2 separate regions of the Gossypium arboreum genome follow, and region 1 is linked to region 2. A link is a contact called in public Hi-C data. All regions are on one chromosome and are shown on one strand. Each heading gives the region's core, a stretch centred on a gene start, on an enhancer-like site or on the middle of the called end of the contact. The rest is flanking DNA. Distances are from core to core; before and after follow the strand shown. Region 1 holds the start of LOC108452125 (ubiquitin C-terminal hydrolase 22-like). Region 2 has its middle 13 kb from the start of LOC108470210.

What was found. Hi-C and Micro-C count contacts between places; a contact is called where the count stands out from the background.
Region 1: a contact with region 2 is called in a Hi-C map of leaf, with 4 times the contacts expected there. The contact joins the promoter of LOC108452125 here to the enhancer-like site in region 2. A contact is called at or near these places in 2 of 5 Hi-C or Micro-C datasets (both in leaf).

Annotation. Positions count from the first base shown.
Region 1 is chr8:93,905,185-93,910,666 of ASM2569848v2, reverse strand. LOC108452125 (ubiquitin C-terminal hydrolase 22-like) reads left to right here and starts at 4,094. Exons shown (of 3, transcript XM_017749886.2): 1 at 4,094-5,334. The coding sequence starts at 4,472. LOC108452141 (actin-related protein 2/3 complex subunit 3) reads left to right here and starts at 163. Exons shown (of 5, transcript XM_017749898.2): 1 at 163-311; 2 at 751-832; 3 at 948-1,056; 4 at 1,141-1,410; 5 at 1,971-2,305. The coding sequence starts at 830. The coding sequence ends at 2,113.
Region 2 is chr8:93,056,268-93,061,733 of ASM2569848v2, reverse strand. No RefSeq gene overlaps it. Among protein-coding and RNA genes, the nearest start is that of LOC108470210, 13 kb to the left of the region's middle. Within about 2 kb of position 1,908, at least 2 of the 2 cell types and tissues checked have an H3K27ac peak or open chromatin away from gene starts, as enhancers often do. A contact at or near this core is called in leaf, where this site is marked.

The DNA.
Region 1 (5,482 bases), core at 2,845-5,344, 850 kb before region 2:
CCAATAATTTGAGAGCCTAGGAATCCGATTTGACCCAATTTTTACAAAGCCCTTAGTTTTGGGAATCTTATAAGTGGTGTACTGATGACAGAGGTGGGCCTGATGTCTTCTTTGTTTGATCATATGGGCCATTCCTTTTATATTTCAATCTTCGCCTGGGCTTTGTCGTTTAATCTTCAATCTCAATTCTTATAGTAGCAGTAGAGGATCAAGAGACAGTTAAATGGTTTTAGCTCAAAGAAATCAAGCAAAACCAGAAATTGCTGTTGAAACTTGGTCTCGCCCGTTTAGTTGAAAAGCGTTTGTTGGCAGTAAGTTGCTCCATCTTCCCCCCTCCCCCCCCCCCCCCCAATTTCCAACTTATGATTGTATGGATCAACACCCTATTGGTCAAGATCAACCACAAAATTTTTGTTAGAAACTTTTGTTGCTATATTTCTCCCCCCCCCCCTTTTTATCTACCCTTAAACGTTTCTCTTTGCTCATTATACAGAATTGAATGAATTTCCTCTTACTATAATGGGTTTGCCTTGATTTTTCATCTAATGGCGTCTATGATTTGATGGGTTTAGGTTATATTTTTCGGATTTCAGGTCTTGCTCACTTCCATGTAAAGAAACTATCTGAATTGAGTATTTCATATGTTTTTTCCTTTAATTCTTATATATTGTGGATAGGGAATTTCTTACTTTAGTGTAAAAAGTCATACTTTTTTATTGTAATTTTGTGTTTTACTGTTGTTCTTTGCAGAAACATTTGGTTGCCCTCTTTCTTTTGAGGGAAAATCTGATTGCCTCGTTTGGTTGTTTGGGAAAAGTAGTCAAGGAAAATGGTTTTTGAATTAATCTCTTACCTCCCCTTCCACTGCTAGATTATGCATGTAGTTCACCAGAGTTTTAATTATGATTTTTTGGTTCATTCATTTGGAATTCGTTATTAAATGCCAGGTTTATCACTCTAGTTTTATTGATGAGGAAGGAATTACTAAAGCTTGTGGCTTCCCTTTACTTCCTTTGAAAAGTCATATAAAGGGTCCTGCTCCTGTTTCAGATCAAGGTTGGATTATATAACCTTCATTAGGTAGTTCTCAATATTATATCCTTAATTTTTGAGTTGGTAATTCAAGATGGTTTTTTGCAGGTAAAACTGATATTGTTGATGAAGCGATCACATTCTTTCGTGCCAATGTGTTCTTTAGAAACTTTGATGTTAAGAGCCCTGCAGATAAGCTCCTTATATATTTGACTTTCTACATAAATGTGGCTTTGAAGAGGCTTGAGGGCTGTAGGACCTTGGCTGAAGGGACCAAGGCAATCATTAACTTGGGCTTGGAAAACGTTCCTGTACCTGGAGAATCTGGTTTTCCTTTTCCGGGGCTTTTTGTGCTCCCACAGTCTCAAAAGGAAGCAGGTAAATCTGTTACTATCTTCTTTTTCATTTGATATATCATTTATGTGACATTGAACTGAAGTATAGGGTACTTGTGACGCATGTTCCAAGCATCGTAGTGAGTTGTACTGAACCCTTTTAGTTAGCTAGCTGCCTCTTTGTACTTAAATCTTTTTCTTGTCTTCGGGCAACAATAGATCGACTTGTTTTTGCATGGAATATTGAGAATTATGCAAATAAAACGTACGTTCTACTTTCCAGTTATTGTTTCATATAACATGTGATGCAATCCTTGACTTTATGGCTTATGCTCATCTTAACTTGAAGGATCAAGTAGTTTAAAAGTCCTCACTTTTGGTCAACATGAAAATGTTGTCTGTTGTTTTTTTGGATATTGCTTTCTCTATCAGTATGCTGCAAGTGTTGGAGGAGGTTTGCAATGCTTGGAATATTTTTGTAAAACTTTTCATTTCTGTCTGCTACAGCAAATTCTTGATCCTTTCTGATGTTACATTAACCACTTCAAGTACCAAAGTTTTGATAACTTGCTACCATATAATTCGTTTCTTTCTTAAATGCAGAACTACTCAGGAGTTATCTGAAGCAAATCAGAGAAGAAACGAGTGGGAGATTGTTGAGTGTTGCCTATAGGCCCAATGGAACTCCAAATAAATGGTGGTTAGCTTTTGCGAAAAGAAAATTTATGAATATAATTATTCCATGAAATGAAAAACGTTGTATATTGAATCAAAAGTAGAATGTAAAAGCCTACCAAAGATTATATGTTTTGAAATGCCTGTAAAACAATTAACATGTACATTTCATCACTTCCTTTTGATGGAAATTCATGTGTTTGTCATCTTGAATGCTTCATGAGACAAGGGAGCAGAAAAGGATCATTTTAAGCTTCTTACAATGCTTTCTGCCTCTGATATTAAACTTGGTTATGAGTTAACATCTGAATTGTTTACTTGGACATGTAGCTTATAAGCACACAACCTAACTTAAGGACTCTCCAAATATGTGGAAAAGCTCACCTGAGCCTGAGTAACATGGCATCCTGATGCCTCAGGTCATTACCTATTATTGACATTTTGAAAGCCTAGTACTCAAAGGTAGTCTGTCTATATGTTGCAATGAATTATATGGTTCTTGCTTTTGCTCTGCATTGGCAATAGTGTAAATGCTTGTTTCTGTTATCTTGTGCAATACAAACACTGTATCAGATCATATTAGAAAACATTTGACAGGTCTTGGAGCTGCCATTAGCTGTAAGAATTTCCTTTCATGTCCATGATGTTAGAAGTTCCAGGTACATGTTCCTAACAAGTTCCATTCTTGCTGGTGGCTCTTTATTTCTAAATTTGATGCACCCAAAGCTTCATTTACATGAAATATTAGTTGCCTTTCCTTAATTGCCAGCCTAGAAGCTGAGCAAGCATTGCTAAACCCATTTAAAGCCAATGATTATCGACGTTCCTTTTGTTATAGTTGGAAAAGAAGCTGCCATGATTGATGTTTATGATCTTGGTTGTGCTCTCTGCTTACATTGCTAAACTGAGACTGTCTTTTATGTCAACCAGTGGATGATATGATGAAAAGACTAACAGTAACAGGTTTGATCTTTAACCCTTTGGTCAAGGTGAAACTAAAATGTCTATACAAGGTGGTTGGGTGGACTTGTCAATTCCAGTATGTCTCATAGTTAATATTTAAAGTATTATATTTTTATACATATAAATTTGTGTTACAAATATTTATGTTGGTATTATTGGATTTCGATGATAACGGGCAGTGGTGGTTTAGTTACCAGACAACCAAATTATTGAGCTTTGGTTGGTGGGTTCATGAATAGTCTCTGGGACTATATCATTATAATTATAAAAGGAGAAATGGGGGTCCTCGCATGACTGCCGAAATGATTGGAGGCCATGTGATTTCCAGGATAAGGATTAGTAGTTTATTAACTACATATTAGCCACCGAATTTAACCCAGGTTAGCATTCTTATTTTCAGTCGAATATTTATATCATAGGAAAGGATCGATTTCAATTTTTGTTAAGTGTCAACTTATAAAATGAATACATAAATGTTTCAAATTATATGAATTGTTAATGTAAAATATGGATATTAAAATTTCTTACAAAGATGCGTCATTGCATTGTAGATATGATGACCCTCTTCCCTGCCTTGAGATACAAGTGCCTATGAGGAAAATGATGCCCCCTTTATCTGCTTAAAACCAAATCCTACCTTTTAGTTTACTTCACATGAAAGAAAAAAAAAACCCAAATATCGTTGATCAAAAGGATAATATTAGCTTAAATTAAATATAGGGTCCGAAATTGTTAAGAGTATAATATTCAAATTGGTCCATTTAATTTATCACCTTACTTCAATTAATCTCTCATTTTATATATAAATTGATACGAAAATAGATATGAACACTAAACGCAGCATGTAAAAAACAAAACATAATCCAGTATGAAAATTACATTATTTTAACACAGACATGAATATTTTAAATTATGTATATAATAAAATTACTAATATATCAATATTTTTACAAATATAAAATACTGTAAATTGTACCAAAAATAAGATGCTTTATAATATAAGATAATACACAAATTATCATATTTATTATGTCGGAAAAAGGACAAAGAAAAGAAGAAAACAAAGGAAATTACTACTATTGAAAAGAAAGGCATAATTTATTATAAAAAAATAAAAACACCAAAATGAATGTTTCCTTCTTCAGCAAGTATTCAATAGCTTTTCTATTTTCTATTTCATTCATTCTTGGAAGAATGCATAAAAAATATATATACATAAAAAAAGAAAGACAAAAATTACATTTTATTTCTAAAAAGATACATATGAAATCCGATCAATGCATGAGCATGGACAAGATCTGATACATACTCCCAACATCTTCTCATCAAACTCAATGCTCCTTGACTATCAATCGAACAATCTCAGCCGTTGATCTTCCCCTTCCCTGATCCAGATCCATGACCCTTATGTCCTTCATATCTAGGGTTTCTATTCCCAACGCGACTTTCACCACCCCGCCACCACCATGTCTTCCAAGATCAACGGCCACGTTTCGCCTCAGCCGTGTCCTCACCTCCTCGACTTCCGTTTCCGCAACGGCCCCAAGCCCTTTCGCGCCCTACATGATTGTATCCGCGTCAAGCCGCCCGGCGGTCGCGCCGCCATAAGGAGGGAACCTTCTGAGGTCCCACGATGCGGCACGTGCGAGGAATCTTCCCGTTCGAGACTCTACGCGTGCGTCGCATGTGCCGCAGTGTTCTGTCACGCGCCTCTTCTTCACTCCCACGCGTCTGATCACGCGCTTTCCATCCCTGGTCATGAGATCGCTGTAGACGTCGACAGAGCTGAGCTATTTTGCTGTGCGTGCGGTGACCAGGTATACGATCGCGACTTCGACGCTGCCGTCGTCCTCGCTCAGACTGTCAACGCCACCGCAACCACCTCCACTTCCGGATCCACCGCAATGCAGTGCAGCGTTGCTGGATCTCAACCGGAGAATCTACGAAAGCGCCGTCGAGTAGATTATCGTCCGTGGGAGCCAGATTCAGGAGAACACATCTCCAGGGGAAATCAGTCGATCCCTCTTCTGGACGCGACGAATGCCTCATTGGTTTCGTCAACACAACAACCTTGGGGATTACGTGGATTGAATAATTTGGGGAATACCTGCTTTATGAATTCAATATTACAAGCGTTGCTCCATACGCCGCCTTTGCGAAACTATTTCTTAGGCGATCGACATAATAGATATTATTGTCAGCAAAAAAATGGTGCTATTAATGGCACTAAAAATTCAAGATTGTGTTTGGCTTGTGACATGGACGCGATATTCTCGGCTGTTTTCTCGGGGGATCGGACTCCTTATAGTCCAGCTAAGTTCTTGTACAGGTTAGTTTCGTCAAAATCATTTTTTAATAAAATAAAATCTGAGAGTAATAAAAGCCTTTTTTTCTTCCTTTTTTTTGTATTTTTTATCACTATATTGGTATTGTGTGGGTTGCTAGTATTTGTTTTGTGGTAAAAGAAGTGGGATTAA
Region 2 (5,466 bases), core at 659-3,158:
TTCCCATCCCTAATACTTGGAATTCTTTCTCTGTGTGAAACAATTTGCATGGAAAAAGGGTTGCCATTAAGCTCAACTACCATATCTATATATGCTGGAAGATCGAATCAGGAATATTATCGTCGGCAAGGGTTGGTAATGCTAGCTCATTCGGTACAAAAATGCATAGAGATTTGTCGTTTATTTCGGTTTGAAGTCACACCCGATCATTCAGTCTCCACTCTGCATTTCTTAAAATTTGTGGACTACATTCAGTTTTATTATTGTTATTAAATTTATTAAAGTGTAACATATATAATCTATGTTATTTTTATTTATAGTAGCATGCATATAGAATTCGAAGTGTTAATATTGCGATTTGTATGATTCTTATTTTTTCAGCTAGTTGATATTTAAATTTATATCTATCAACTAGTTTAGCATCTTTGTACTAACATTATTAGTTTGTGCTGATGTAGCCTTAATGGTCTATCAGATAATATAACGTGATTGATTTCTTAGTATATCACACAACAAACATAAATAAAAATAAAAAATCTTAAAAAGTACATAAATTAATAGCAAAGGAACAATATTTTTCACATCAAGCATGAACCTGGACAAATTGGTAATTGTCCGATTCAAATGTATTTATAAGTTATTTTATATATTTTAATTTTTTATAAAATATTTGGACAACTATTTATCTATGTTCTTTCTTGATGTGAAATTTTTATTAATTTATATATTTTTAAAGTTTTTAATTTTTTATTTATGTTTGTCATATGGCATACTAAAAGGCTATCACGTGTCGAATTGGCTACTAGTGCCATGCTGCTATAAACTAATAATGTTAGTACGAAAGTATCAAACTGAGTGACATAATACAAGTTGAAGTACCAACTAAGTACAACAAGTGCAAGGGGAAAAATATATATTAATCCAATTTAAACTTGTTATACTTAACTACCTTGTTAGGAGGGCTCACCTCCAACGAAGGCTCACCTGATTAAGTATGCGGATTGTCACAGGGTGATGTTAAGGTCAATTCAGAAGTAACTTTCATTACATTCAATGAAGGTTTTCATTACTTTATGACTTGCTTTAAAAGAGTTGAGTCAAGTCATTTCTAATCATCTTTAGATAAAAGTAAACCATGACTTTATCACAACACTTGTCTCAAAAGGATCCATTTCAAATCTTTTTGTTTTACAAAACTCTTCATTCCTCTAATGGTTTTGTCTCTTGTTAATTTTGGAAAATAATCTTAGGATTAAAAGTATTTTTGGAGTCGTAAGAAAATGCTAAACAGGTGTTTTTTGACATTAAAAGTGCTTTCGAACCTAAATGCAAAGGCTTTTTTTTTAGCTTTTGTGTTTAGGAAAAGCATTTTGTGTCAAATGATATTTTAACCCTTATTTATAATTCAATGTATTTTATATAATATTTATATTGAGAATATAATTATTTTTCTATTGAAATTTATTTCAAATATAAACATTATATATTTAATTTTGTAATGGTTATATTTTAATATTTAAAATATAAAATATATATTCAAATACATTTTACTAAATACTAATACTGATTACTTAAAATATTTAAAATTTATATTTTATATATCAAAGTATTAATAATGAGTTAAAATAAATTTTTTTATATTTATATTAAAATACTATAATACTAACGAATTTAAATATTGTTTAAATACATATTTTACTTTATAATATTAAAATAAATATTAAAAAAACTTTTTAAGAGAATACTAAATTATCCTCTATCTCTTCAAACCTCACTAACAATTACGAGCAGAATTAGCTTTAACCTCCTCCATCGTTACCTTTTGTATCAATAAAACGAACTAAAATAATAACGATAAATCAAAATTTGTTTTAATATTGTAGAATATACAGACTATATTTGAAAACCCATTTAAAGATATACTATGAATTTAGTACTACTATCTTTGAAAACTCATTTAAAAATTTTATATGGAGCAAATATATATATTTTTTTCACATCTCTGCCAAGAACAAGCAAAATCTTGTAGGTCCAAAAGATTTAATCTGGCGGATCAGAAATTCGTAAATGATTAAAAAAAAAAACACTTGTGTGGAGTCCACCCAACAGCATCAATTTAGTAGCACTAACATGGTACAGAAACAAGAAGAATAAGTCGAACTCAAATGAACTTAAACTGGACCCACGTTATTAATGGTCCACTATACACTTATTTTATTTTTTAATAAATATAAAAAAAGTTAAAATTTATCATATTATTATTTTTTTTTCACTTGAAATTTACGATATCGTATCTGAGCTAGATAGTTTGGCTTATTGAAAAGAATTTGTGAAGAAAATTTCCTGTAAGATCGTTCCACGTGGTTATGAAATTTGTTTCTAACGAGTCTAATCAATTAGTGGCATTATAGTAACAGTTCATTTTTAGTCGAATTAGAACAATAGTTTCGGGATCACAAATTTGAGATCGAAATATTTATTTTATTATTATTTTGAGGTCTAAAGCATGATAGTATGATTGTGTGAAAATTTCGTTAAGAAATTTTATTGTTTGAATGCTCAATTTGATAAAAAGACTAAATTGCGTAAAGCGTAAAAGTTGTGTTCTAATAGCTAAAGGTGTCTAATAGCTATAGAACTTTAAAGTGGAGGTCCTTAATTGATAATTAGCCCATTTATAAAGTTAGTGGACATTATTGGACATGTATTAAGTGACTTTAATGATTTATAATCAAGGTTAAAAGTGTAATTTAATAAACTAAACTAAGTAAAATAAAGAAAACAAAATGTATCATCTCTTAATCCATCTTCTTCACCGAATTATTGAAGAGAAAGAAGCCATTTTAGAGTTCTTCATTCGGCCAAGGCATTATAGTCCAAATAGGTACGATTTTTGTCCCGTTTTTAAAGATTTTTATGTTTTTGAGATCGTTGTAGCTTAATCTAGCTAGACTTGGGACTAATTTGCAAAACTACTAAAGGTCTAGGGTTTTAACATTGATGAATATGTGTGTATTTTGATATGTGATGTTAGAAAATAGATGGTTGTTGTTAGATAAACAACATTTGTTAAGTGATTTTTTGATAAAAATTTTAATAGGGATTTAATTGAGAAATCTGATAAATTGTGTGGTAAATTTGTGAAATAATGAAAAATATGAGCTGCTATGAGTATAGGTGAAATTCAGCTAGCATGGGTATGGACTTAATTGCATGAATTTTCATTTTTATGAGCTAGGGACTAAATTGTAAAGAAGTCTAAAGTTTAGGGGAAAAGTGTAAAATTGCCATAATATGAAATTTGGATTAAATTGAATAGAATGATAATTAAATAAGTTAAATTTGATTATATATAGATCAAGAAAAGCGAAGTTCAGAATTAGATTGGGGGAAAATAAAATATTGGATTGATAGCTCGTTTCTCTCTGTATAAATTCGAGGTAAGTTCGTATGTTAATAAGCATTAATATAATTGTGTTTTAAATGCTTTATAAATGCATTAATTGTGATTACGACTTTACAAAAATGTTCGACGAAGATTTGGCAATTTTTAAATCCCGGTTGAACCTTAGGAATAAATAGGATACAAATGACATGTCATTAGCCGATGGCCGAGTTATCCGGCATGTGTTGCGGATCCTCATCAACTTGTGTGAGTAGCACCGTGTAGTTACGTCTTGACCGTCAGCTTGTGTGAGTAGACCCATTGATAGCTCGAGAGTGAGCATTATATGAGATATGAGATTGAGATGGCCTCGGCCTGGTATTGGCACTTAGGGTGCGAGATTCCTGAGTATCCGATATTATTCCAAATGGTTCAACAAGTATATTGAAGATATGAGAGAGTAAGAGATTGATACGTATCAGTGTAGGTATTTATGTAAATCGTATAAGCATTGAATCTATGTAATTTGTGAGTTACATGATCTACTATGTGGATGAACATATGTTAGCCTTGTGATTAAGTTGAATTGTATTGTATCATGATAGATAACTTAATTGGTGAATGAATGGTAGGTTATAATTATTAATCATATGAGCATGAATGAATGGTAGGTTATATTTATTAATCATACGAGCTTACTAAGCTTTATAGCTTACTTTGTTTATTTTTCCATGTTTTATAGTGTTTTCGAAGCTTGCTCAGATTTGGGAGTCATCGGAGATCTCATCACACTATCCAACTGCCATTTTTGGTACTTTTGAACTTGTGTACTTGGTTATATGGCATGTATAGGAGTTGTGATTAATATGGTTTATATGTTGGTAATGTATTTAGCCAATTGATTTGGCTTGTGAATGATAAATGTTTGGTTATGTGTATAGCCATGTGATTTGGCTTATTTTGGTATATTTGGTTATGTATTTATGCATATATATATATATATATATATATATATATATGCAAATAGCCTTTTGTTATGTGGTTGGAAGTTGCTATGTGAATGCTTGTTGTGGATTGGTATTTTGAGTACAAAATGGTTGAATTTTGAGTTATGGTATGCTTGTGGTTTTAGGCAAAAAAATGCATAGTTGAAAGTGACCATTTAGGTGATTTACAGATGTGAAATTGGTAGGAATTTGATTGGCTAATTGTGATATTTGATTGCCTTGTGATTGTTGGTAATGATATAACATGAATTGAACTTGTTTTAGATGGGTTGAAATGCCTATTGAAGATATGATAATATGCAATTTGGTTTGTGTAGGTGAATGCAAGATTGGGTGAGAAAGATGGTTTGGAAAATAGCCTATTTTTGTCCAGACGCAGAGACATGGGCGTGTGTCTCAGCCGTGTGTGACACACGGTCAGGTAGCACAGCCGAGCACGACCGTGTGTCCCTTGATGTTTATTAGAAACCAATTCAGTATGCTCGACACGGCCCAGCACACGGTCGTGTGACTTGGCCGTGTGACATAAGTTAGTATACCCTACAGTTTTGGCACGACCTAGCACACGGTCTGGCACACGGGAGTGTGGTTATCCGTGTAACCCAAGTCAGGGAGTTACACAAGGTCAAACACGGGCTAGGACACGGCCATGTGATCCCATTTCGAATGTCCGCATGTGTTTTTGGCCGTGTGAGGCATATGGCCTGGCCACACAGGCGTGTGTTCCCTATACTTGGAAAATTTTCTATATTTTCCAAAACTTTCCTGAGTTATTGGTTTAGTCCCAAACCACTTTTAATGTTTGATTTGAGCATCGAGGGCTCGTATTAGGGACAATATTATTGTTTGTGAATGTATTTTATTGGATATGAAAAATATATGAGAAATGTATGATTGTTTAATTGTTAAGTCTGGTAATGCTCCGTAACACTATTTCAGTGATGGATACGAGTGAGGGGTGTTACATTTATTGGTATCAGAGCTACGATTTAGTTAATTCTCGGATTAACATAGCATATGTGAGAGTCTAGCTATACACGCCATATATAACATGTGATAGTGTGATATCTCCTG